Linked DNA regions of Pan troglodytes: region 2 is linked to region 1. A link is a contact called in public HiChIP or PLAC-seq data. All regions are on one chromosome and are shown on one strand. The core of a region is the stretch at or near the end of the contact, and the rest is flanking DNA. Distances in the headings are between cores, read along the strand shown.

Evidence for each region. HiChIP or PLAC-seq counts read pairs in DNA pulled down with a chosen protein or histone mark.
Region 2: a contact with region 1 is called in an H3K4me3 HiChIP or PLAC-seq map of stem cell-derived excitatory neurons, with 6 times the contacts expected there. The contact joins the promoter of PPP1R42 here to the promoter of SGK3 in region 1. A contact is called at or near these places in 1 of 7 Hi-C or Micro-C datasets (stem cell-derived neural progenitor cells) and 1 of 1 datasets of contacts at active chromatin or transcription factors (stem cell-derived excitatory neurons).

The regions. Positions count from the first base shown.
Region 1 is chr7:75,364,117-75,368,602 of NHGRI_mPanTro3-v2.0_pri, forward strand. SGK3 (serum/glucocorticoid regulated kinase family member 3) reads left to right here and starts at 2,401. Exons shown (of 18, transcript XM_063816348.1): 1 at 2,401-2,539.
Region 2 is chr7:75,686,658-75,691,252 of NHGRI_mPanTro3-v2.0_pri, forward strand. PPP1R42 (protein phosphatase 1 regulatory subunit 42) reads right to left here and starts at 1,279. Exons shown (of 7, transcript XM_016960234.3): 1 at 1-1,279.

The DNA.
Region 1 (4,486 bases), core at 1,151-3,650:
GGTGGATCATTTGAGGTCAGGAGTTCAAGACCAGCCTGGCCAACATGGTGAAACCCTGTCTCTACTAAAAATACAAAAATTAGCCGGGCGTGGTGGCGCACACTTGTAATCCCAGCTACTGGGGAGGCTGAGGCAGGAGAATTGCTTGAGCCTGGGAGGCAGAGGTTGCGGTCAGCCGAGATCACGCCACTGCACTCCAGTCTGGGTGACAGAGTGAGACCCTGTCTCAAAAAAAAAAAAAAAAAACCAAAACAACAACAACAACAAAGTGATCAGCCTTAAAATTTGCCCTTAAAACCAATTTTAGACTGGGCGTGGTGGCTCACGCCTGTAATCCCAGCACTTTGGGAGGCCAAGGCGGGTGGCTCACCTGAGGTCAGGCGTTCAAGACCATCCTGGCCAACATGGCGAAAACCTGTCTCTACTAAAGATACAAAACATTAGCTGGGCGTGGTGGCAGGCACCTGTAATCACAGCTACTCGGGAGGCTGACGCAGGAGAATCGCTTGAAACCAGAAGTTGGAGGAGGTTGGAATGACCTGAGATCATGCCATTGCACTCCAGCCTGGGCAACAAAAGTGAGACTCCGTCTCAAAAAAAAAAAAAAAAACTAATTTAATTACAGTGAAAAAGTCCTTAGTAGTTTGTGAATATATTTACCTCCTCTAGCTTTTTGCAAAATCTAGCTATTAAATTGCAGCTCTCAGATTGTAAAGGCAAAATGCCTAACATGTTGTCTGTTGATCAGTTGAACCCAGCCTGGGCAACACAGTGAGACCATCTCGTCTCAAAAAAAAGAGAAAATACATAAAATGTTTGTGGGAGGTGATCTCCGTGTGTGTGTGTGTGTGTGTGTGTGTGTTCTTCACAATAGGACAAATTTATCTAGAAATGTAATGGTTCCCAGATGTTTATTTTTTAAAAAAGTCAAGATGTGGTGATAGCCAGGTATTTGTCTCTAAAGTGAGAATGATGTTATTCCACTTGGAGTTTATTGACACAGAACTTCCTTTTGTCTGAGAAATCTTCAGCACTGTGAATATGGCTTTAATTAAGAGATACACTCATCACTTGTTGATTTTGTTACAAGGGAAGAACTCCTCTAATGTATGTGGATTGCTTTGTGGACCACAGTAAAACATATAAAGGACCACCGGCAATGTATTGTTTTGTATCTACTGCATTTTATATTCATTTCTGAAAACTACTGTTTAGAAAGTTCTGTAGGATTACTGAAGTACAAAAAGTATTTGGATTCACAATCCACTTTTTAAAGAGAGGCCACATTGTGGTTATTGACATTAAAAATGAATGTCCTTACCCATACTTGTGGGGCTAAATCTTTGAATATCATTTTAAAACATGAGGAAATGTCTTCTGAATTTAGGGAAGTCACACATAGATCCCAGTTCCTCTAATAACCTTTGGCAGTTTATTTGTTCATAGATTTGTGGCAAATTCTCTGGAATCATATGATCTAAAGTACAAATCATTGTCTCAAAATCTAAGGCATGATATGCACATGGGAATCTTTAAGTAGTTGTCTGAGTCTATCTTCAAGTGATATCTGATAAGACCTAAATTACAGTAGTGTTGTGGGACGAAGAAAACAACCCACTCTACTTCAAAATCTTAACCACTTGACTCCACATCCATTGAACCATGTAATTCTTAGTTCTCCACTCAGCTTCTCTATCTGTTAAAAGAGATAAACAGATCTAAAACGCAGCTTCTGTAATTCAAGAATGAGTAATAAGGAGCTGTAAGGTGTGCACTCAGCTGACTTGGAGATTAATGGGAATAAAAAAAAGAGCCAGTAGATCTAAAAAGATGTGTGGAAAGGAAATTTCTCTGCACACAGGATCTGCCAATTTGTGAAAGTTCTCGACTGTTTATAAACACAAGGGCCGTAACTCTGCTAATGACAAAAGTGGAAAACTGTCCAAATAAAGCTAAATGAATCACAGTTGTTCTCAATTATTTGGATATTTAATTCACTCCTCTGAGTTTCCAGTTTACACCAAGCCAACCCCCCCAACACCCCGGGCCCACCCGGGGGGTCCTGATCCCTGCACACACCAGGTCATCTCTGTTGGGCCCCGGCGCTCTGGCCCGCGCGGGTCTTGGGCCCCAGGGTAGCGGCCACTGCGGGCGGAGCAGAGGGAAACACCAGAGTCTGTGACTCCAGACAGGACCCACTGTGTCCTCTTGAACTTTGCACAGCGCGTGACGGGGGCAGACGGCGTACCGCGGCCCGGCCTTTCGCGGGGGTCCTCGGGGAAGAGAGAGGAGCGCGGGTTTCCTCGGAGGCCTGAGCGGGACGCAGCCTGCAGCCCCTCCCCGCACGGGCTGCCCTCTGCTGGGATCCGGCGCCTTCCCCGGCTGTCTTCGGCCTCCCGCGCGCTCCGCGGGAGGAGCCGCCAGCGGCCGTGACGCGTCAAGGAGGAAACGCCGGCGCCCGGCGGCCCTGCCGGGAAGGAGGAAGCGCAGTGCGTTCGGCTCCGCGCCCGCCGCGCCGGGAGCAGCACCGCGGGGCCAGGTAGGTGCGGGGCCGGCGGGAGGGTCCGCGCGCCCGGGACTCCGACGGCGGCCCGGGACGGGAGGAGACGGGGCGGGGCGAGGGCTGCCCGGGCCTCGGCCGCTGCCTGTCCTCGGAAAAAGCCGTACCTCCGCCCAGCCCCCGGCTCCCGGAGAGTTTGTGGTCTTTGTTTCCACGAGGTGAATTCAGATCCTGCCTCGAGATTCCTAAACGCCCAAGGGGCGTCGGTGGCTGGACATTGTTAACCCCCACGCAGCCGCCGAGCCTGGAGGAACTGGGAACGCCGAGCAGGGAGACCCTATCTGAGGTCGAAAGTGGGTGCAGGTCACCTGCGAGGGTCGGGGAGGGGGCAGCCGCCAGAGTGGGGTGGATGGAATCGTTTAACCTGTTGTCAGCGGATCTGTAGTAAGAGACCTTAATACGTTGCGTCTTTTAAGTTCTCTGTAATTTGAACCCTTACGTCTCTTCAAGTGAATCTGGCCCTGTTAATTCTCACAGTTTTAGCTTTGGAATGTACCCACTAGAAGTGCTTTGAGATTTTTAGATTCTGTCATTTTTAGTCATCGTTACTTGGAAAGAGAAAAGAGAAAGGAATCATCTCTTGAAACTTAAAACGCTTTCATTGAGTTGTGCACAGTGACTTCTGAACCATGAGTAGAATTTCAGTCCTGCACCAGAGACTACTTAGGGTGCACTTGGGTGCAAAATAAATACAGAGCACTGTAATTTCTAAATCTTTGTCAAAGTGAAAAATAGACTGTTGTGTATTTTGATTCTCTCCCTTCTCACCAGATTGAGACTTCACCCAGCCAATCTGGGAGGTGCCTTTTTTATTTACCAAACACTTACATAGCCGTTACTATGCGCTGGGCTCTTTCTAAGTTCTTTATAAATATTAAATCAAATTCTTAACTCATCATATTATAGCGGTTCTAGCAATGAAGAGGCTATCCATACTTTAGTTCCCCAAATGTCATTGGAAGAGCTGTAAACATTAGAGGAAGTTTTAGGCATGTTTTAGCACCGGGTGTGCCTTCTGGTCCCCTTGGCTACCACTTCTGTAAGACAAGCCACCACCCCTGCATTTCCCTGGGGTAAGGGAGCCTGGAGCTCCCGGGAATGCGACCTGTTCAAAGCAGATGTTGGCCAGAACCTGAATGACTTGTGTAACATGGTCTCTTCCAACTGCCGTTGTGCCCATCGGCTAACTCTGGAGACACCAGAACTTCCCCTTCTTTAACTGCCACTGCATGGAGCCTACTTTTGTTTTTGAAAAGAGCTTTGTTCCTGATCTGTTCGACACTGTTTATATGACATTATTTATATGACATAGTTTAGATATGAGGGTCAGATTGAACTTGAAATGTACTATAAAATAGAACATTTTTTTTGCACACATCAACATAACAAATAACGTTTTGTAATTTTACTGCTATTTGCTCTTGGAAACATTGAATTGGTAGGTCAGCCTCATAGGTGTACCTTTTGTGATTTGCAGATATGCAGAGAATATTTTTTCAGAATAACATGCCCTCTTCAAATGTGCACCATTAGAGACCCAATGTGGTGACTAAGATAGACATGATTCTTGTTATTATGGTGACTATGAATGCAATGTCAAAATCTGCATTCTGACTCCCTCTCTCCCTTTCTGTGCCCCCCTCCCTTATCTCTCTCTCATATATTTCTTTTCAGAGAGATGATTAAGTGAGCCGATAAGCCTTATTTAATAGGATTATGAAGTGTCTCTTGAAGCAAGAAGGCTCATGTTCCTCTGATATATTAATAATTTATGACACAACAGGCATTAGTGTCATTTGTGAATTCAGTTTAGTCGGATGACCCCTAGCATTTTCATGGCTTACAAAGTGCTTCCAGACATACTCCTTTACCCTTCAGAGAGATCTTGTATGGTTGATCTCTTAACTACTTTTTATTACCTGTTTT
Region 2 (4,595 bases), core at 29-2,528, 320 kb after region 1:
AAAGCCTGGGGCTCATTAGGGATATGGTGAAGTGAGCAGTCTGGATGTAAGGGACAATGCAAGCTGGAAAACATTTGAGTACCAGCTGTGATTCTGGTGGAGAAAAGGTCGTCATTGCCATTCTTTGAGCAAAGACGTGTCAGAGCAGAAGATTGTTAGAATGCAAGGCAGCTTAGAGCTCATGAGGGTAATCCAAATTGCCATTTTGCAGATAAGGAAATTCCCAGGACTCAAAAGAAGAAAGAAACATGCTCAAGGTCACACCTGGAGTGGCAGAGAGGGAACTTCTTGGCCTCCTGATTTCAAGCCCACTTCTCCTTTCATTTTATCCCCCTGACCATTACAATCAGAGTATCCTAGGAAGGTGGGGGAATGGTGGCAAAGGAGCCCTAACCCCATTCAGGATATTTTTGCTTAAGTCCAGTTGTGAGAGCAATCTTGGCCTGGGTTGGAGTGAGAGCAATCTTGGCCTGGGTTGGAGTGAAGGCAAAGAAAATGGAAAAGAATGAAAAAATTTAGGAGATATTTTGAAATATGATTTAATAGAGACTGGATAGTATAAAGGGAGGGGAGAAGTTGAAGATAATTCCCAGATGTTAGCTATGATAAAGGAACAATACTGGGGAAAGAGGAGAGATGGTGAGTAATTTGAGGGGAAGTGGATGAGTTTGGTTTACATACGTTAAGTGTGAGGTGAGAAAGGTTTTAATAGTCTCCAATATAAACCTGATTATTTAAACCATGAGGCCATAAATGGTAGTGAGGGAGAAAATAAGGAAAGCGAAATAGTGGGTTAGTAGCTATGCCAACTAGTTTGGATAAAAGAGGGAAGAAAAACTAGTAAAGATGGTATAGAAAGAATCATCAGAGGTAAGATTTGTCCTGAGAAGCACAATAATTCAGTGATTCAGAAACTCATAATTCAGATTCAGACACTGGGAGAGGGAGTTTAAAGAGGGGGTACCTAACAGAATAAAAAGCCACAGAAGGATAAGAAATAAAAGAATGGCTGGGCATGGTGGCTCATGCCTGTAATCCCAGCACTTTGGGAGGCCGAGGCGGGTGGATCATGAGGTCAGGAGTTTGAGACCAGCCTGACCAACAAGGTGAAACCCCGTCTCTACTAAAAATACAAAGGGTGGCTGGTCATGGTGGCGTGCGGCTGTGATCCTAGCTACTCGGAAGGCTGGAGGCAGGAGAGTCGCTTGAATCTGGGAGGCAGAGGTTGCAGTGAGCCAAGATTGCGCTGTTGCACTCCAGCCTGGGCAACAGAGCGAGACTCTGTCAAAAAAAAAAAAAAAAAAAGGAAAGAAAGAAAAGAATGATCAACGTAATATGGCTAAAACACTACTAGAGGGGTACGAATTAGATGCCCCCCAATTATCTGTTTTGTAGTTCATTCATTTGGGGATAACAGCTTTAACAATGATGCAGGGCTGGTCCATTGCTCTGTGTAGCACTTGGTCAACTTGCCGCTAGCATTACTTTGCTAGGAGCCTTGTTTAGCAATGCCTCATTGAAAATCAGTTGCTCTGGAAATCTTCCTTTTGGAACAATTGCATATATCATTATAAAACGGAGTATTATTTCATTTGTGGTAATATTTAACACATTTAACATATTTAAATTAAATAACATTTAAATAAAACATATTTAAATGTCTAAAAGGATATACATATAGATATATACCAAAATGTTTAATAGTGGTTGTTTCTTGGTGATAGAATTATGATTTTTTTTCTCCTATTTTTAGCAATAAGATTTTTTTTTTTTTTTTTGAGACGGAGTCTCGCTCTGTCGCCCAGGCTGGAGTGCAGTGGCACGATCTCGGCTCACTGCAACTTCTGCCTCCTGGGTTCAAGTGATTCTCCTGCCTCAGTCTCCCAAGTAGCTGGGAGAACAGGTGCGCGCCACCACACCAGGCTAATTTTTTATGTTTTTAGTAGAGACAGGGTTTCACCATCTTGGCCAGGCTGGTCTTGAACTCCTGACCTCATGATCCACCTGCCTCGGCCTCCCAAAGTGCTGGGATTACAGGTGTGAGCCACCGTGCCCAGCCGAATTACTAATTATTTTTTTGATGCAACAAGTTAAGAGAAAGTATTTTCTCATTAAGATGTGAAATATAGGCCAGGTGCAGTGGCTCACGCCTGAAATCCCAGCACTTTGGGAGGCCGAGGCAGATGGATCACGAGGGCAGCAGATCGAGACCATCTGGCCAACATGGCGAAGCCCTGTCTCTATTAAAAATAAAAAAATTGGCCGGGTATGGTGGCACCCACCTGTATTGCCAGGTAGTCCCAGCTGCTCAGGAGGCTGAGGCAGGAGAATCGCTTGAACCTGGGAGGTAGAGGTTGCAGTGAGCTGAGATCGTGCCACTGTACTTCAGCCTGACAACAGAGCAAGACTCCGTCTCAAAAAAAAAAAAAAAAGATGTGAAATATAATTCCTGTCTGATGGCACAGAATGTTAAACAATCATCTGTGTATTTTCCAATGTGGCAGAAATTTGGCAGACTGCAAGAAATACTTGTCTTCAGTACCAAATTTGTAAGTTCACCATAAAATACTCTAAGATTTACACTTTTACAGATGTTGGGAAATAAGTATTTGTAAAAATATATATATTGTGAAGCCTTGAGAATCATTTTAAAAGGTACTTTTGGAAGAATGATGCTAAAAAGCACATTTGTAAAAGCCTCAACCAGAGTTTCCAAGAAACCTTAGATGGAAACATACTTTATATTTCATATATTTTTCTTTGTAGCCCATATGTATTTCTTGACCTTCCAGAGTACATACAGCACACCAGCTTTAATGATTAGTTATCTTTCATTGAGAAACCAGCAAGTTAAAGGGCCCAGACATGTGTAACATCACATAACTCCATAAAGAAAAATTTTTTGTTAATGCCTCTTTTTGTCTTGATCTTGTAGATTGGTAAATATTAGTTATATGGTAGGCAGACTTCTAAGATGGCCTCAGCGATCTCACCTCCTGATATCCAGGCCCTTGTGTGATCCTCTCCTCTGGAATGTGGAGTAGACCTACTGACCTGTTCTAGCTAATAGAATAAGGCAAAGCTGATAGACTATCTTTCTGTGATTAGGTTACAAAAGATTGTAACTTCTGTATTGTTAGCAGACTTTATTACATTTTGGGCTTGCAGTCTTTGAAAAAACAAGTTGCCATTTAGGAGAGCACATATGGCAAGGATCTAAGGATAGTCTCTAGCCAACAGCTAGTGAGGAACTGAGACTGTCAATCCGATGAGAAACTAAATGCCAACAAATACTGTCTGAGCTAGGAAGTTGAGCTTTCAGATGAGATCTCATCCGTAGCCAACACCTTGATAGCAGCACTGTGAGAGAGACTCTGAAGCAGAGGACCTAGATCCCTGACCTACGAAATCTGTGAAACAATATGTGTAATTTTAATCACTGAGTTTTGCAATTTGTTATATAGCAATAAATACCTAATAGGAGCAATGGAAAATTCCCTTAAGGAGAGGTTTATTCAGAAAATTGGGACATCATTCCTATTTTTATAGGACATTTCAAATGGAAACTCAGAGGAGAGAAAAGAAAGTGACTACAGGAAGCTTAGTTAAGCAAGTATATATTGATCTATCTATCTATCTATCTATCTATCTAATCTATCAGAAGCTGCAAGCTGTAGAATCAATACAAACAAAACCCTTTTGGTTATGGATGAAGCAGTCTCTATTCAAGGTATCCTGTAACCTGAAGATGATCATTTCATTGGGAGCTTCTGTAGAAGATACTAAGAGCCCTCTAAGGCCATGATGTACACAATATGAGCCCTAATAATAAGTGATTTTTAAAAAATAATTTAGTAACTGATTTATGTAATTTATTATATAATGTATTTTATAAATATAAATGATTATTACATAGATTATATATAAAACAATCCGTGGTATTTCTTCTGCGTTCCAGACCTATGCATCCAACTGGCTGCTAGACATTCATTCCACCTGGATATAAATGTCCTGGAGGCATTGAAAACTCAAGCTGTCAAAACTGAACTCATTTCCATCCTTCACAAATCTGATAGACTTCCTCTAGATCCTGTCTTGCTCACAGTTCACCCTACTACAGATGTAGAGCCTGAGAGCCATCTCCAGTACTCTCACATATTAATACTAGTCACCAAACCATGTCCACTTAATCTCAGCATGACTTTCAAATCTAGCTTTCTCTCCACGTCCCCATTATTAACTAACAACAGATGTGAAAGGACTTTGTGAAGTTCTATTTTTAAAAGTTATATTAATTTTAATACACAAAGATTTTCTCAAGTTCTATTTTTACAGTTCTATTATGTTTAATATAGACTCTTTTCTAAAATGGTTCACTTGCACTCATCACTAGAGGATCAAATTGAAATAAATATAACTTGTGAGATGTGGCTATAAATTAAGGATCTCAGCTGAAAATCAGTTTCATTACCTTAAAGACGCATTTTTTTTTTGAGATAGGGTCTCTGTCACTCGGGCTAGAGTGCAGTGGTAGGATCACAGCTTACTGCAGCCTCGACCCTCCGGGCTCAATAGCTCGCTCACCTCAGCCTCCC